Regions from separate parts of the Capsicum annuum genome. Here region 1 is linked to region 2. The links are chromatin contacts, called in public Hi-C maps. All regions are on one chromosome and are shown on one strand. The core of a region is the stretch at or near the end of the contact, and the rest is flanking DNA. Distances in the headings are between cores, read along the strand shown. Region 1 overlaps LOC107853435 (calmodulin-binding transcription activator 4). Region 2 holds the start of LOC107853435 (calmodulin-binding transcription activator 4).

Region 1 (3,710 bases), core at 260-2,759, 34 kb before region 2:
TAGATACCACGATCATAACTTACCAAATTTACCAAATCATAACTTAACATACCACGATCTCCTGTTTACATATATATATGACCAGGGAAATAGGGATCATGACATCTAAAACATAAGTTATTTTCCTTAAGATTTTCAGTGGTGAGGTTTGGTTTGAAGGAAACTCTAGGTCTTTGGGCCATGATCTATTATTTTGGGATTAGTTGGAGACATAAGTTCTATGGCATCAGGTTTAACTAGAGACTCCTTGATAACGGAATATGGCTCTCGAAGGATTGGTTTGGTTATGTGGATATTGGGAATTTCTAAGGTTAGTGGGTCCTTGGAGGGCTTTAAAGAAAGTTTCATAAGATTATGCTAACTGATATGCATCCATACTAGAGGTAGGATTAGGTAACCCCACTTGAGGTTTCAACTTAGGCTTCAAGCCACCATTTTGCCTATTATTATTGAACTCAGCCACTATATCCAGTAACCTAACATTGCCAAATCTCCTATAAACCTTAGTATAGAAAAGGAACTAGTTGGTCCCTTTTTTCTGTAAAATATGACTATCAAACTATACAACTACCTTATCCTTCATAAGCATTGAAAAATAACTCATCTTTACCATCTTAGGAATTTGGTATATTTTAAAAAATTGTTCACATTTGCAAATCCAACCCTTTGGGTTAGAGCCTGTGAACTAGGAAAAATTAATTTTAGCTTTAAAGGGTTTGTTTGGCATTTTTGGAGGGTTTGTATTGGGCAAATAAAGTAATGGGAGATTAATGGGTATTTGGTTGGTACCAGACAAGGGAACGATATTAGGAGTTGCAGTGTTTTGAGCAATGGAACAATAAAAGTAATGAAGGAAGAAGGGAGAATGGGGTTCTGACGTAAGGAACTGCCTGACAAGAGAAAATAGGAGGAAAAATGAAACTTCTCCCCATTAAATAACTAGTAATTGTAGATTGAGGGGTTACCTAACCCTAAAAGTTTGAAGACTGACCAAACTTGCGAGCTTGCAACAGACCTCGAGGTCTGGAAGTTTTTGAGCTTGGGGAGTAAAGGAGCTAAACAGTAGCTTCAACTCGCTTCAGAGCATCAAGTTGGGAGATAATCAATTTCAGTTTTTGATTTGGTCAACAAACTCCTTTAGCTAAACGGAGAACTGATTCTGAGAGAATTCCAAAGATTAAAACTGTTTTGCATTTTTAATAGCCACCAATTGAAATTGTGTTCTTTTTCATGCCCTCTTCAAGATCCTTGAACTTATCCTTCATTGAAATGTCGCAAGAATTGAACAACTCTGATACCAAGTCACGAATTAGGTTGTTTCAAGCTCTATTCATAAAGAACAAAAATGTAAAGAAGAGTAGAGATAAAGGTGAGAAGAAAAGAGAGAGGAAATTGAGCACAATATATTCACTGAAATATGAGAATTCAGTATAAGCAACTCATAAGGTAAAACAAGGAGTACAACTGGGTGCCACATATCTAGTTGATTTTAAGGAAAAGAAAAATTACAAAGGACTAAATAGCAATTACTGAAAGTATCACTAAAATACTTAAAGGACTACAATGACATAAGGAACATTCTAAAATCGTAAATAAAATAGTTTATTAACTGACATGATCAATATTTTCAAAAAGTACTTTTAAGGAAAGGGGGAACAAGTAGCTACAAATTAATTTAGTGGTGATAATCATACGGGTATTCTTATTCTTCTAGAAAAAACACTCATTCTTTTTCGTATTTTTTGCTTTTTAGCTGGAAAAAACACTTATTCTTCTAGAAAAAACACTTATTCTTTTACGTGTTTTTTGCTTTTTAGCTGGAAAAAATTAAAACTCAACTTATTTCTATATTTAAATGTTTGACAAAACTCCTCCGCGGACTAAAATAAGATTTTATTTTTTATTTTTATTTTTAAAAAAGTAATACTAACATTTCAAAAGCTTAGCCAATCATACTGCTAATAATATCCAATTATATTATTGAGAAATTGTTGAAATAAAAGAATACATTCGTAAAAAAATTAATCCCAAATCTCCTGGACATTGACGACACATGAACGTTTGTTTAGCTCCAGAGTCTGCCCGATTTGGAAAATTTGCCTGTCCTGTTTGTCCAATTTGACTTTTAAATCGATGAACTTTGTGAATTAAACAATTGGACTCAACAATATCATTGTGATTTAGTAGACTCTATAATGGGAGGTCAAAACAGCAAATAAATTGGTTTCCAAGTTCAGCCCCATTGACATGAGATTGATTTGCAATCAAACATATAGGCAGAAGGGCTGAGAGTTTCTAGCGATATGCAGTCATGCAAGTGACTATACGACAACCTTCCCTTAGTATTTACCCCTTAAAAGATCAACTATTTATTACCTAAAGGCGCTCAAGCACAAACATGTTAGAAAAGAAAAGAAAAATTCCAAGCTAATCTCCCAGGCATCAAATTTAAAAAGTTCCAAGTTCCAAGCTAATCTTGCAGGCATCAAATTTAAATATCAAACCTAAACACATATTATGAACAGCAACACCTAAAAAATACATACAATAACTTACAAATTGCAATAACCAAACTTCATTGTATAATTCTTGAACCTACTGCAACTAGTGCGGATGACAATGAAGAGATCACTTAGATGCGGATGACAATGAAGAGATCACTTAGATAAATAACTAGGGAACTGGTATGTCATCATTTTCCATGTTAGACATGTAACCATGAGCAGTTGATGCTGTTTCACTGTCCGCTCCTTCAAGTTCGGCCTGCCGTGCAAATGAAGATTATTAGTTTATGTAGTTTCCCTGATTTCAAACTATGAAAGAGGATCAAAATGCTCCCTATCCCTTCAAAATTGACAATGTGCTGCCCTTAGTAGAGCTTCACACACTGCTTTACAAACTACCATGCTGCCAGAGAATGTGCCAAACCAAGTGGTTTAATGAGAGGAATCTGAAATCTGAATAGTGTCATCATTTTCTTCAAAAATATGAAGTATGTTGTGGACAAAACACATGGATCAAGAAGCTAATTATACTGCCACCATTGCAATGACCCTCCAGTTCATTTCCTCGATTTTTGCACATTTCCGGCGTTTCGAGCCTCCCCACAATAGCTACAGGTCATGTCGGAACTGTTGGTTTGGTTGTCAGACAGTTCGTTTGGGTTTTAGGCTCACTTCTTTGTTTTGGAGATATCGATGTTAAGGAATTAATCTCGAACCAAAACTCCTAGTAAACGACCTCAGATAAGAATTCTGACAACGCCATCAGCTCTGGAACGTGGATTTTAGCCTAGGGGACCTTGGTTCAGGTCCCGAGGCTTCCGAACTCGTTTTGGGCTATTGAGTGGATTCTATGAAAAATGAAAATATAGGTGTGGGCCATATTTAGTTGAAACAATCTCGACTGAAAGTTTCAATGGTTCCATTGAGTCCGGAATGTCGAATTTGGTATTGTAGCATAGTTCATTTGCGCGCACAGGGTTCATAACGAATCCCGAGCACCCGATCGGAGTCCATTTGGACTTAGAGAAATCTAATGCCTGGCACCATCTGGTGCAACCGCTTAAGCGGTAGTCGCTTTAGCCTCCTTGGTTGTATGGCCGAGGACCGCATAAGCGATCCTTGTCTGCTTTAGCGTCGTTTTAGCGACCAACATGTCGCTTTAGCAATGTTGCATCCCTGTGCCCGACTGCTTTAGCAATGCTGTAT
Region 2 (4,167 bases), core at 1,138-3,637:
TTGAATTTGGAAACAATATGCCCCCAATGTGTTTGATAAAATGCATATGAGAATGTTTTTGCTACATAGTTGAACTTTAAATAAAACTATTGCATAGTATAACTTGGTAATGGAACTTAACTTGGTTTGGATGGTTTTAAATGGTTTTAAATGGCTAAATGGTAAGGTCTTGATGGTCATGGTTTGGTTTAATTGAAAGCCTTGTGGGGTACAAAGGAATCCCCCAAGAAAACATAATAATGAACTACTTGTGGGCTACATAGGAATCCCCCAAGTAAACTTGATAATAATGTAATCTAATGTAATTTGTGGGTACATAGGAATCCCTTTGCTTCTTTAAAAGGTTGGCTAAGGACATTGTTTACAAGCTATAGTCGGTATGACGATACCACTACTTTTAGGCGATGATGATTTTGTCATATTTTATTCCCTTCCGAGCAGATTAATTGATCATTTGATGTTATCCGACGCGCATCTTGACGGGGCATGCTACCAGCTTTTCTGATGGTTTTGCAGCCAAGGCGTTGTTGGACTCTCTTGCTGCCCGAGCTTAATACAGATCTGAGCCTCTATTTTCTATTTTCTCTATTCAACTTGGATTTGTTTTATATTTAGGGCGTGTTTGGTATGAAGGATGGTCCTTGATCCTGAGCCGGGGATCTATCGGAAACAGCCTCTCTACCCCGTCGGGGTAGTGGTATGGACTGCGTATATTTTACCCTCCCCAGACCCCACTATGTGGGAATATACTGGCTATGTTGTTGTTGTTGATTGTGTGGTAATAGTTTTAATTGGGCAGTAATGGCGGGGTGTGATAGTGATACAAGTACAACCACGAGGATGGACGTGTGAAAGTGTAATGAACCCGAGGCTTGGAGTGTGCAAGAAAAATGCAAAAGAGGGCCTAAAACACACACCAAAACCGAACCTACACTACACTCCATGGGTGGCATTTTGAGGCTTTTCATTAAAGGGCCTTTTGGTCATTTTGTATTCTAATTGTAATATAGTATAAATAGAACATTGTAGGTCATTTTGTCTTAAACTTTGATGATATTTGTAAGTTGTATAACACTTTGAAAGACAAGTCCTCTCTCCTCTTTAGGAGGCAACCCGAAACTAGGGTGATACTAGTGTGGAATCACTAGTGTTGCATTCATGGCGTGAGAAGTTGGTGTTTAGAGGAGGTAAAGTCCCTCTTATGTCAACGTAGGAGTTAGGTTAACCGTTGTGTGTAGTGTTAAGGGTCCAAGAGTATCACATGTTCTTGGGTTCTTAAGATTATACCAACCAATGTCTAACTATCTATCCTTTGTTCATTTTATGCTTGTAATCGTTTGTACTAGTTTGTTCTCGTTTCTAGGGAAGCCATGAGTTGTTGTTACAATATTGTTGTGTTCTTCTTCTTGTTTTGTAACTTAGTTTGGTTGTTGGTTGCCTTGTGTGTTAAACACCTTGTAATCTCTTCATTCTTGCTCTTATTTGTTGAATCCGAGAGTGGTCATCAAAGGGGTCCTCGGTTCCTAGAACTTGTGGACTGTTTTGGTGTATGTTTTAGTGTCTTCTTGGTCTTCCTTGTATCATTTGGTATCAAAGCTCAAGGCTTGATTTTGTTCTTACAAAACCAATCTTGGGAAGATCTTACCAAAGTAAGAGACATTGTGTTGTGTTGGACCTTGGGCGAAATTTGAAGTATTGTTGTGTTGGCCAACAGTTTTTGTGACTAGATCTAGTAATCTTTCACTTATTTAGTTTGTTTCTAGTGTTGATCCGTTCTCACCAATACTTAAAAAAAACGCTAAAAGTACGGGTTTAACCAAATATTGAAACGCGGAATTCAATTCATCTAAAGAAAACGCTAAAAGTAATTGAAGAGATTTAGCAGAAAAATGAGAGAGCTCACAGTAACAGAAAATAAATAAAATAAAATCGGACTGAAAGCCTAAGTGATCGAAGTAGAGTTATATTACCTGATTCGGCCATAATTTGGAGCAATCAATAAAAGAAATTCAGAAGTGCAGAGAAATCTTCCAGCCGGCTTTCATTTCAATTTCTTAACCAAGTTGAACAGATCGTATGGACACCCAAAATGGACCGGCAGAGATAGAGAGGATGTGTGAATATATCTATTTTAACTGGAAAAGGACAGCTTGAATTTTGTAAGTCGATGTAACGAGCTGAGACCTGAGAGTGAAAGCTACCACGCTCCAGAAATGGAGTTCTTTTTGGTTCTTTTTAATTTATTTGGAAGTAATCCTCTACTCATTTGTTACATATTGGTTCCTCACCATCTTAAACGTGTAAGCTCGCTGTTTTACCGCTTAGCACACTTTGTAATTGAAATAAGTAAAATAGGGAAAGGACATGGCGTCATTGAAATTATTCACGTTTTTGAGAAATAGAACTCGAAGCCCGTCGGCTCATTTTATTACCATTTTTTAACCATCTGATTTTTGCTTCTATTTGGCCCAAATTTTAGCATCGTTAAATGCATACTACCGTTAAAAAGGCTTGAACACACATTCTCATAGTCCTAATACTTCTAAGTGGAAGAAAAAAGGTCAAGCAATAAAACTTCCTCCATCTCGAGTTGCTAGGTCTCAAAGTAATTCTCTCCATGATCCAAAAGCCACATTCATAGTCAATCTTTTCTCAGAAAATGACTCGTTCATAGCACAAGAAAGGTGTTGGTCCATCCAAAATTCAAGAAAAAAATCATTCTAAAGGAAAGCAGAAGGTTGATGAAGACCTTGTTGTTCTTTCAAAGAAAAAAAAGAAACGCATTAATTTAAAGGTTGGTGACTATGAGGCTGGATCCTCAAAAAAGAAAAGGCACAACGTTTTTGTTCAGCCGAGCAAACCAAATTACAATCTATCTGATGTTGAGGTATATTCGAATTTTTTACTATAATAATGTATATCTTTCGTATAGTCGATGAATAATTAATTCTTATGTTATAGTCATATGTGCAATGTGGGACTTCACTTGGTATGTTGTTGTTGTTGTTGTTGTGTGTGCAATGTATAGTGTTATGAGTATGTACATATGTGCTTATGTTTTGTAAATAGATGTGTGTTTGCGATCTTTTTAGAAATATATCTTTTTATGTCAGGTTTGGAATCTCATTGTTCGTCCAACTGACTATTGATGTGCCATAGCTTCATGGCACTTTTGATGCTTAAAATCGAGAAATGTTCAAGTACTTAGTTCTATTTTGGTAGATATTGTGTGTTTTTGTGTCTATTTTGCAGGGAACTAGGTTTTAGGAGCTAAACGGAAGAAAAAAAATTGAAATTTGAAGTTTGGGCTACCTATGTTGGCACCTACCTAGCGTAGGTGACAGAAGACCAAAGTACAGGGAAACTAAAGTTGTAGATCCTTTCATTTACCTATGAGATAGTACCTATATGGGGTAGGTGCTACCTACGGCCCGTAAGTCGTGTCATAGGTGGCCACTGACCCGAGTTTCCTATTTCATTTTGGTATGGATTTTTAGGGTGGTTCTATGTAACCTATAAATAGCCTTTTGATGTTTTTAGTTAGTTTATGCACTTTTACGCACTTGATACTCTTACAAACATATTTTGATTCCAAGATTAATTTTGATCTTGGAATTCTTGTGTTCTTGGTTTTCAGTTTATTGTTGATTTAAGACTTTGGTTTTCCTTCGTCTATTATTGTGAGATTATTCATATGCTTTTTTTATTGAATTTCATGGATTATTTCACAAATATGAGCGGCTAATTCTTTTAGCTAGGGTTGTGGGAACCCTGATGGATTAACAAAGTAGGGGAAGTGTGAGATTCCTTCTAGATCATTGTTGTTTTGTATTGTGACTTCTTCACTTTGGTTACTTTCTTAACAGTTGCAAATGTTAGGAACCCGCTTGTATTCGATACCTACTCGAGAGAGAGGTAGAGATTGGAAAAAGAAGATCACAATAATGATTCGAGGCTATCAACCTTCGTCTAATTAACTTGAGATCGGTAGAAAATAGTTAATTTGGGATCCAAGACAAGGGTTAGTAATGCGACACTCTGAGACTGAAAGAAGATTTTTGAGATTCTCCAAAGGGTGTCGAGAGACTGTTGGTGATACATAACTTGTCAAATTCTACATTCGTAGTAGTGAGATAGTTGGATTGAGCATGATAAATCTACGGAGTT

Evidence for each region. Hi-C and Micro-C count contacts between places; a contact is called where the count stands out from the background.
Region 1: a contact with region 2 is called in a Hi-C map of pericarp, with 1.9 times the contacts expected there. The contact joins the enhancer-like site here to the promoter of LOC107853435 in region 2. A contact is called at or near these places in 3 of 5 Hi-C or Micro-C datasets (leaf, pericarp and placenta).

Annotation. Positions count from the first base shown.
Region 1 is chr11:174,866,455-174,870,164 of UCD10Xv1.1, reverse strand. It overlaps LOC107853435 (calmodulin-binding transcription activator 4), which reads right to left. Exons shown (of 13, transcript XM_016698428.2): 13 at 2,421-2,763. The coding sequence ends at 2,674. Among protein-coding and RNA genes, the nearest start is that of LOC107853435, 34 kb to the right of the region's middle. Within about 2 kb of position 1,509, at least 5 of the 5 cell types and tissues checked have an H3K27ac peak or open chromatin away from gene starts, as enhancers often do. A contact at or near this core is called in leaf and pericarp, where this site is marked.
Region 2 is chr11:174,832,655-174,836,821 of UCD10Xv1.1, reverse strand. It overlaps LOC107853435 (calmodulin-binding transcription activator 4), which reads right to left and starts at 2,387. Exons shown (of 13, transcript XM_016698428.2): 1 at 1,971-2,387. The coding sequence starts at 1,983.